Linked DNA regions of Rattus norvegicus: region 1 is linked to region 2. A link is a contact called in public Hi-C data. All regions are on one chromosome and are shown on one strand. Each heading gives the region's core, a stretch centred on a gene start, on an enhancer-like site or on the middle of the called end of the contact. The rest is flanking DNA. Distances are from core to core; before and after follow the strand shown. Region 1 overlaps Bcar3 (BCAR3 adaptor protein, NSP family member). Region 2 has its middle 21 kb from the start of Mir760.

The links. Hi-C and Micro-C count contacts between places; a contact is called where the count stands out from the background.
Region 1: a Hi-C map of liver shows a contact between it and region 2, with 7 times the contacts expected there. The contact joins two enhancer-like sites. A contact is called at or near these places in 12 of 12 Hi-C or Micro-C datasets (the A7r5 cell line, the Rat2 cell line, Schwann cells and 7 more) and 1 of 1 datasets of contacts at active chromatin or transcription factors (oligodendrocytes).

Annotation. Positions count from the first base shown.
Region 1 is chr2:213,251,474-213,256,408 of GRCr8, forward strand. All of the region lies in intron 3 of Bcar3 (BCAR3 adaptor protein, NSP family member), which reads left to right. Among named protein-coding and RNA genes, the nearest start is that of Bcar3, 44 kb to the left of the region's middle. Within about 2 kb of position 2,543, at least 44 of the 93 cell types and tissues checked have an H3K27ac peak or open chromatin away from gene starts, as enhancers often do. A contact at or near this core is called in hepatocytes and liver, where this site is marked.
Region 2 is chr2:213,095,589-213,101,110 of GRCr8, forward strand. No RefSeq gene overlaps it. Among named protein-coding and RNA genes, the nearest start is that of Mir760, 21 kb to the left of the region's middle. Within about 2 kb of position 2,468, at least 7 of the 93 cell types and tissues checked have an H3K27ac peak or open chromatin away from gene starts, as enhancers often do. A contact at or near this core is called in hepatocytes and liver, where this site is marked.

The DNA.
Region 1 (4,935 bases), core at 1,293-3,792, 160 kb after region 2:
TATAAATTACAGCCTGCTGGGTTTGTTCAGCACGGTTTGTGTGTACATGGTTTTAGGGCTGACCACGTTGTAGTAGATAACCAATTACAGGACTCATCCCTGGGAGAGGCTAATTCTCCCTCTCTTAGTAGTCATTAGCTGCCTGTAGTTCTATGTCTAGACATGGGTCTCCTGAGATTCCCCCTCCCCCATTAGTGCACTATTGATATCACAATTGTTCAGCCCCTATTCAGGCAGCCATATTGCGGAATTATCTTGGGTGCGTGTTCCTGTCATTTCTGAGAGACAGGATCTCACAGCCGACTTCCTGGTCCTCTGGTTCTTAGCAACCATTCCATCCCCTCCTCCAAGATGTCCCCTGAGCCTTAGCTTCTTCAGTCAGATGGCCCACTGCTACATTAGTGAAATCCATTTCCTGGGCATGCTTTAAAGTTGAGGAGGGATGTGATCGGCCACGGCAAAGCTAGGTGATTTTCTTCTAGGGGAAAAAAATGTTTATTATAAGTTTTCCATCTTGAAATAGATTACTTTTAAGACAGGTAAATTAGGAAGCCTGGTGCAGTCGAATATATGGGCTGCTGGCATTTTCAAGTTAGCAATGAAGAGGCACCCCCCCCCCCAGGCTGTGAGCAGCTCAATGTGGCCTGGAGACAAAGGCCTGTGCCCCGGGGGACCACATAAGGAAGGGTCAGGACTGGATGCAGCCTTTGTTTATGGCTGAGTTCTTTGTCAGCCTTGGCCGAGTCTTGTTGCCCACTTGTGAGCCTTAATAAAACTTGCAATCTCCAAGCCTGCCTTGCAGGTTAGAAGAAATGTCACAACACTGGAGCTGTCGTGCTGAACGGGGACCTTCCATGCCTTCCTCTGGAGCCTAGGGGAGCCCAGAGGAGCTCCGAGAGGCTTGGAAAGCCATCCTTTGTGGGGTTAATGCTTATTCCCACAGGGTCTTCTAAGTGTACAGACATTAGTCTGCGAAAGGCTCAGATCTCAGTGAGGCCATTTCCCCTAGTAGGCTAGGGATACCTCAGGTCACCCAGCAGATGAAAAGAGAAATAATAATGCAAATTCCAGCACCGAAAATAAGCACCCGGCTGTGGGAGGCTTTGGCAGAAGAGGGGGCAGCAGGGCCTCAGCTCCCTTTTGTGCTCAACATGGCTGCAGCCATGGTCACGGCTAAATAGCTGTCTTTGAGGGAAGTCCTTTCTTCCAGCAGGAAAACAGGCGAGTCTGCTCTGAATTAGCCAGCTCACAAAGTCATGAAAGGGACTCACAGAAACAATGGCACGCTGTGCATTCCGTGAGATTTTAACAAGTTATACGAACCAGATAATGGCCCAATTGGCTGGCGCTGCAGGTTTTTGCCTGAGTGTGCACATCCGCAGAGCCCTCGCTGTCCCCTGTGGGACCAGATCAGACTGGGGGTGGGGTGGGGGAGGGGGGACAGCGGCGAATGCAAAACCGCGCAGGCCAACTCTGGGCCCACGTTCAACTTCGCCCACTCTGCCCACAATGTGCCCTGTCGCTATTCTTAGGAAGTTTAGTGTTACTTACGGTTTAGAACATTGCAGCCGCCCGGGTAGGAAGACAGACAAACAGGGAAGAAAACAGCCCCTCAACACAGCAGAATCTTATCCTCCGAGCTTACAGAAACATGGACACGTTTTTAGAGAAGCAAAGACTTACCACAAAACATATGCTTATATGAAAGTGTCTGCGTATGTGCTTATACAGGACATTCTTTAACACCATTGATGAATTGGGAACAGTCCAAATATCTGCTTCAGCCATGCACAAACCATGGAGACCCACACGGTGGCGTACTCTTCAGAGTACTCTTCAGAACGGAGCAGGCACACAAAGCCGTTAGTGCATTGAAAGCACAGTGTGCTTCGTGACAAGATAGTCTCAAACGGCTACAAGCAGGGCTGGAGAGATGACTCCACAGTTAAGGCCATGTATAGCTCTTACAGGGGCCCTATAGTCCCACCCGTGTTGGGTGGTTCACAATCCCCCTGTAACTCCAGCTTCCCGGGATCTGACACGTTTGGCCTTCCACAGGCCCCTGCACTCCCATGCACAGACCCCTACACAGACACATGCATGCGCATAATTAAAAACAAACAACTTAAAAACAATCTTTCAAAGTCTACCAGCTATGATCACATCTATGGTGACAGAAATGAGTCCTCGGTTGAAAGGGGTAAGCAAGGGCGCCTTTAGAAGGGAACTTTGAGAGCATGACAGGGGGAAGGAATGTCTTTGATGGTAGAAATAATTACCCAACTGGTCATTTGTCAAAGCTCACAGAATTGTGCTAAAAAGGGTGACGAGTACTGAATGCAAATTAGCCTGGCCTTGAAATGGAAGCGAAAATCTCCTCTCTTGGCCTTTGGGGACTGCCACCTCAGTAGGGCAAGTTTCCAGTTTGAGATGTGGTGCTTCGGTGAGGGCAGACCTCCCAGCAGATGGAGACGGTGTTCTTAGAGGCTCCAAGAAGCTCACTCAAGCAGCAGATGTTTCCCCAGTGTTAGTCAGGAGGGGTCAGGTGAGGGGAAACCGTCATGGAGTGTTTACCTCAGAGAGTAGCAGTGGTCACGGGGAGGCCAGGTGTTGTCAGAGACTGTTTGGAGGGAGAATTACAAACCATTTTATTGAAGTAAGCCAGCAGATCCTGGCAGGACTTGAATGGAGCAGGCGAGGGAGAGGAAGCTGGGGGCAGCTCAAGTTCACATGAGGGCCTGGGATCTTGCCAGAAGCTGGTCAGTTGAGAAGGAAGGGGAGTCCCACGTAGAAACCTTGTTACCACCATTATAAATCAACCAAGGCACATTTGAGGGTATGTTTAGACAAGAGTGAGGAAACTCCCACTCAAGGCCAAGTCTGGCTCACCCTCCTCACCTCCCCTCACCCTACCCCCCCCCCCCATTTTTCTTTGACTAAAAATGGCTTTATAGTTTCAAGAGTGTTTTCTCCTTAATTAAAAAAAAAAGTGGCAACATTATACAAAATTCACATTTCGGTGTATTAACGTTTTATTAGGACCCAGCCAGACCTGTACTATGGAGGGAAGGCTTGCTGAGCCCTGCCTTAGACTATGTATTCCTCCCTCCCTCCCTCCCTGCCTCCCTCCTGCCTCTCTGATGAGGTGTTACAGGCTTCCAACAGAAAATTCTGTCAGCTCATGCTGACGTTGCCATTGTGCAACTTCATGCCACTGGTTCACCTTTATCTCGCCTCATGGCCCAGCTGTGAGCGCCTGTGCAAGGCCTGCGGTCTCATGGATGCAATACGTTGCCACACGTGAGGGACTCGGCTGCACCTTGTAGGGCAGACACACTGACTTCGAGCAGCATAGCTTCGCTGATCCGGTTGGCTCTGCTGGATAAAGAGATGTACGGGGACATCCAGGCTTTGAGGCCTGACCGAATCTTATCTAGATGATTCCACAGGTCAGACACTCCTCTGCCAGGGCAGCCCGAGGTCTGGTCTGACCAGTGACTAGAATAAAGTGAATATGAATTCCTTGGGAGTTTATAGTTGCAAGCTTCAGCCTTAAAGCTGAGGTACAGTGTTCCCTGGCCCACAGTGACTTTTCTGAAACTACCCAGATCAGCGGTTCCCAACCTTCCTCATGCTGGGACTCTTTAATTCAGTTTCTCACATGCTGACATCCAGCCATAAAATTATTTCGATTGCTACTTCATAGCTGTAACTTTGCTACTGTTATGGATTGTAACGTAAATACCGGATCTAGGCAGGAGATCTGACATGCGACCCTGTGAAAAGGTCATAGGTGTTGTGACCCACGGACCTAGACACCGTAAGAGGTGGAGAAGTCACCAGAAAACTGACAGGCAAGCAAGAATAAGAACTGTGGCTTGTTTTAGAATCGGCCCCATGGTTGGGCCTAAAATCCCATGGAACCTGTCTGCTTTCTAGCCTCATGTCCTTCTTACCATCTTTTGTAGTCTTTAAACTCCACCACTTTGTCCTTCCTTCTGTCCCCAGGACTGCACCTTCCCTTTGCCCTACAAGGTTTTTGAGATAGAAGAGCTGAATGGCTTGAAGCCAGTACTATGATTTCAATTTGGGTTAAACTGTGCTCACTGATAGAAATAAATTGAAAATGTAACTTCTAGTACCTGGGCATGTGACCTTAGTTATACATAAGGTTTTACAGATATAATCAAGTCAGGAGAAGATCTTCCAAAATAGGTTGAAATTCTAACCTCGGTATTTGCGAGTGAAACCTTAGTTGGTGATTGTCTCCTTTTGCAGGTCAGTTGGCCAAATTGAGATGAGCTGTACAGGCGAGAGAGATGGCTCAGTCAAGAGAGTGCTTGCTACACCAGCATGAAGACCCCTAGCAGCCATTTAAAATGGGTACATCAGCAGGTGCCTGAAATCTCAGCATTGAGGAGGCAGAGACAGGCTGACCCCTAGGGGTCACTGGCCACCAGTGCTACCTAGTCAGTGAGCTCTGGGTACAGTGAGAGACCCTGCCTCAAAACTATGGCACAGTACTTACCCAGTAGGGGTAGTTGGTGACCAAGAGGATGGTTTTCCCAGGGCGAGGCTCCATCACTGTAGTTGGGATTTGCTGCCCCCGCCTGTGACCACCCCAAATGCAGGACCTTACACTCCGTGAGCACTTCCCTGGGCATACAAAGAATGTGGAGAGGCTGACTTCAATGAAGAGCCTGTTCTGTTCTTCACTCAAGCACCTGCTCTTAATGCTCCCTGGGAGCTTCAGGCACACCGTGGCCTTGAGGATCTCTAGAAACTATGAAAGAATGCTATTAAAAAAAAAAAAAAGGCAAGGTTTTGCTGTGTACCCAAGGCTAGCTTTGAACTCAATACGTAGCTGAGGCTAGCTTTGAACTTGCCGAGATCTTCCCCCTTCAGCTCCCGAGTGTTGGTATTATAAGAAGGCAC
Region 2 (5,522 bases), core at 1,218-3,717:
GATGAGGAGTGGCCTCCATCTGGTCACTGCTTAGGCCGTAGCCAGTCTGCTGTCCAGACCACCTCCCCGCCCAGCCAGGCTGCTCCTCTCACATCCTCCTGTGGCTCTAAAATTACAAGGCGAGGCTTGCAACCATTCCACACACCTAGACTGACTGCCCACGGTGTGTCAGACTACCCTGTGACCCTATCACGCCACTAATTCCACGTGCTTCCACCACGTCTCGAGAATACCAAGGTCTCTAAAACAGGAAGGGCTCATGGGGGAGAATAGGCCGAGTTCACTACTCCAGACTCTGATCTGAAGGGAAAATTGAGGTGAAAACCAGACACCCCCCCCCCCATAGAAAGCTATTTCCGTGTTGAGAAATAGATTCACTCTTTCTTAAATCTACCAATTTCTTCTCCTCTGAGCTCCCTGGAGCCTAAGAAGTAACTCTCTCTTGTGTCCTGAGAGAGTGAGAAAACAAACATAGAGCGAGGGGTTGGGGATTTAGCTCAGTGGTAGAGCGCTTGCCTAGGAAGCGCAAGGCCCTGGGTTCGGTCCGCAGCTCCGGGGGGGGGGGGGGGGGGGAGGGAACCAAAAAAGAAAAAAAAAAACATAGAGCGAGGAGGAGGAGGCTCTGGGCCTCCTGGGTGGTGGTACGGATGCCTCAGAAGCACAGCAAGACCAACAAACAAACAAACAAACAAACAAAACGACCCGCTCAGGAGGCGGGGGGAGCACATTCGTGCGTAATTAAATTGCTGCTCTGTGCTCTGCTCGTTTCTGCCAACCCATAACTCTAGTCACTTTATGGAGGCAAATTGTCCCTGCAGTTCTTCCCCATGTAACCCAACGCAGTGCCTGGAGCAAAGTTGGTGCTCGGTAAATTTTTATTAAAGTGGGGAAGAAGGGTACCAGGGAGAAACTGTGTGGACAGAGACCTAAGCTTCTGAGACGGGGGCGAAGAAAATATGGGCAAAAATACGAAGTCGGGATAAAGAGAATTTTTACTTATCTTGAAAACAGATTCCCCGGCTTTAGTGTCATTGAAAACGCTGGAGCCAATTCCTGTTAACAGGATCCGTTTGGTGGGTGTCAGAGGGTCCGTGCCTTTGCTCTTACCGCCTGGGAAGAGCAGGTGGCTGTGACCCTGGTGAGCACAGGGTACGATGGCTGGTACACAGACCAGCAATGTTCCCACTAGGTCAGACACACTGAGAGCCAGTTCACTATGCCCTTGACCTGTGTTCGTGGATTCTTCAGCAGGGAGAAGGCGCTTATCATGGTGTCCAGAGAGCCCAAACTCATTGGAGGGTTTTCAGGTAGCGAGTGGGAATCACGAAGAGCAGGATTGGCACTCTAGAGACCACTATTCTGGGCCTATAGAAAAGTCAGAGGGGCTAGCATGAACGTAAGCATGAATATAAGATACCCGACCATCTTTGTAAATCTTTTTCACACTCAACCACCTTGAAATTTGTAAGGGAAGCAGAGAAAACACAGACATCCCCATTCTATCAGTGACGGAATCAAAGTTAATAAGGAGGAATAATTCCTAGGGTCACGAGACCAATTAAATGTCCCTTCAGAGTTGTTGACCTCTCGTTAGAAGTTTACAGTTGCAGTGCTGGAAATGGCCAGCAGAGGGCACCCTCCACAAAGTGGTTGTTCGCAGTCTTTAGAGAGCAACACTAACTCTGTGAGCATTGGGTAGAGAGGGCAGGCAGGAGCTTTCTCACTGGATAAAACCGCTACCTTGGTGATGTTTCCTCTCAGAGAACGCTTACCTAAACTGAATCCTGAAATACCAGGCAGAAAAAGGTCAGTCTACTAAGCGACCATCTGATAGCCTTCAAAAACAACACGGGCCAAAGAATTAAAGATTAGCCGTTCCATGTTTGTGGAGATTAAAGACATGGAGCTACTAGATCGAATGAATGAATGAATGAATGAATGAATGAATGAATGAATGATTTGAATGGGTCCTTGGGTGGGAAAAAGCCATAGACATAAAAAAGAAATGTTATTAGGGTGGCTGATAGCATCTTAACTTGAACTGTGTTTTAGATAGATCTTGTCAATATTATGCTTCCCAAGGCTGATAACTGCTGTGTTTTGACATGTTTCTCTTGAAAACATTTAGGGGGAAGTGGGCACAATGTCCTTAACCTGTTTTTAAATGGTACCTCCCCACCCCGACATAATAGAAGCAGATGTAGTCAAAGTGTGAATCTAGGGAGAGCAGATGGGAATTCCATGTGCCATACCTGCAACTTCCATAACTTTAAACTTATATCCAAATAAAAGTTACACACACGCACACAAAGTGGGCTGTGTGTTACCTTATTCTTGAAGAGCTGGGGCTCCTGGTCCTACCTGATTTGAGGTCTAAAGTTCCCTCAGTGGGAGTGCAGAGAGGCCTCTTAGTCAAGTGTGGCTTTGGCCCACTGCAGAGCACTGACCTTTGCCCTGGGCTGGCCAGGGCACTTGTGTGCAAAGCTTATCTGATAACAGAACTTCCTGACAAGCGGGCAGCCTTTACTGCACAGGATTCGTGAATGCAATACACAACTGTACTTGGCAGAGGAGCAGGGACCTTGCCTAAAAAATGTAGAATGGAGCTATTGGGGTCTGGGACGGAGGGAGCACTCCCAGGTCTGTGCGGCAGAGAATAGAGGCATACATTAGAGCGGGTAAAGCCTACTGCTTTTCTGGGTTAGTCCTTCCAGATCATACGGCTCCTAGAATCCGAGCTTGGGTGATATTAATAGTAAAATATTAACAGGAAAATGCAGCTGTGAGGAGCAGCTACTAGAGAGGACCCAGGATAGGAAGAGAGAGCCCAAACTATACTGGAGAGGAGGCAGAGCCTCCGGGCGACCTCTCCCACCTTCAGGATTCACACAGGCCTCGGATATGAAAGCTGAATATTTACATCTCTAACAAGCCACCTGATTGGACCACACACAGATGCAATGGCGTAGAACATGACCTTCTTGGGCGTCTGTAGGTCTCTCCAACATGGCTAAAACTGCACATTAAAAGAATTGTAAGAGATCCAAGGGGAATTGGGGCTACTCCTGGGTGCACAGTAGGTCTTCAGACTGCACAGCATCATGGATGAATGAACTCAAACCGCTATCAGGAGGATATGGGATAGAGGAAGGTCCTTGAGAGTGAGAAGCAGAGTGCGTGCATGCATGGGCGAAGCCTGGCTCATCTAAGCTCCTCATCTGCGTTCTCTAGGGAATAACGGGAGGAAAGGCAGTGGGGGTGAGGCAGGGGGTTGCTATTCAAGGTTGGGATTTTAACCTGTAATTGGCAGCTGATACAGAATGAGCCTCTAAAGGAGACGTGACCAGAGGCAGCACCTTCAAAAGACCCAGTAGAGCTAAGAAAGGTGGCCAGGGGGAGGGGAAGTGAGATAGGAGATCCCAGCCTAGGTCCCAGTGAGATAAGGGCTTGAGGAAAGAGACTGGCCGAGTGTCATGGAAAAGAAGAGAGGTTAAGCACCATAGCTAAGCGGGGAACTGAGCTCCACAAAGGGTCACTTGCTTTCTTAAAGACGTCTGTCTTCAGATACCACCAAAGATTTGGAAAGATACTCTGTATACATATGTATGTATATACTTTCCCCCTCCTTTTTTCTTTCCTGATGACAGGGGATCAAACCTAGCGCCTCCCACATGTTAAACAAATGTGAGTCATCTCCTCAGCTATGAGCTGAGACCCCATGTCAAACAAAAGTGATTGGCTCTTCAGGACTCTGAGCTAATCAGTGGATCGGTCAATCCTCTTGTGGGATTCATAATCTAATGACGTTATTGGGAGGTGGAGGCTAGCTGGAGGAAAAGGTCATGGGCTCACACCCTGGAAAGACAATGCCATTTACCTGATCCCATGTGTTTCTCTCTTCCTGCCTCCTGTCCACTTCAAGGTACACACTGTTCCTCAGCAGCACCCTTTAGCCATGAGGGTCTGACTCACCATAGTCCTAGAAACCAAAAGCCTATGGGCTGGACTCGCTGAACCACAAGCCCAATGAATCCATCCCACTCGGAAAGGCTTTCTCTCAGCTGTCTGTCACGGTGGTTGACGCTCATAGCTGCTGACCCAGAGAAGGCTGATGTTGAAGGGAGATGAGGATTTTAGACAGAGTTTGAAGCTATGCAGGTATCCTAAGGTTTACTCACACTGAGGTCTGGTGGATCTGACTTGGAGCGAGTGTGTGGGTCTGGGGAGGGACAGGCATCTTGAGTCAGGCATAGCTACCTTAAGTATTGATCATGTATAATACTTTCCCTGTGTCCTAAGAGAAACATAAGGGGCTGATATTCCAGAATTATTTCGATTATAAAAGTAAGTACTGCTGTTGAAGAAATATACATACACACACATACACACATATACACATATACATATACACATATACATATACACACATACATATACACATATGCATACACACATACATATACATATATGTATACATACACACTATATATACATACACATATGAATACACACATATATACATACACATATGCATACACACATGCATATACACATGTATATACACATACATACACACGTACATATACACACATACATATACATACACACATGCATATATACATAGGCATACACGTATGTATGCACACATATATACATACACACATGCATACACACATATGCATACACATACACATACACATATGTATACACACATGCATACACACATACATATACACTTATATATACATACACATGCATATACACATACATACATATATACACACATGTATGCACACATATATATATACATATACACACATACACATACATATATGCATATGTAGAAGATTATGTTATCCAGGACCTAGAGATAATGCCTAATGGCCACTTCAATTTTTTTTCTTTTCTTTTCTTTTTTCGGAGCTGGGGACCAAACCCAGGGCCTTGTGCTTGCTAGGCAAGCGCTCTACCACTGAGCTAAATCCCCAACCCCAGCCACTTCATTTTTATTCTGCTATTTAATATTTCATATTTTATCCTGCAACCTGCTTACTGTGGAAACAAGCTCCATTAGTGACTCGGTTGTTAGTCTATGCAAATATAGAATTATGTGATTGCGAAGTCCTCATAGTGAGAAGCCAGCATAATGTACTCCACGTTTATTCCTGCTCTGAGGCAAATTTTGAGTGTCTTTGCTTCGAATACAAGTGTCAGTTAATGCTGCATTCCGAAATAAAGCACTATCTACTGATCTAGCCATCCCTTGCTTCCTATTGTCTTCCTACTGTATCGGGAAGTCAGTTTGCTTCTATGCCCCTGGGTAACAGGAGCAAGGCAGGGCAGTGTGGTCTACTGATGGCCTACATACAGAGGTGATTTAGCACCATTTCCTAAAAGCCGGGCTTTGGAAAATTATAAAGTCCCACTCAGGCTCAAGGGGAGGAAAAGTAGTCCCCGTCACTCGATAGAAGGTGTTTCCTAGTTGAGTCTTAAGAGCGCACACGGGAAGGAAGACACCATTA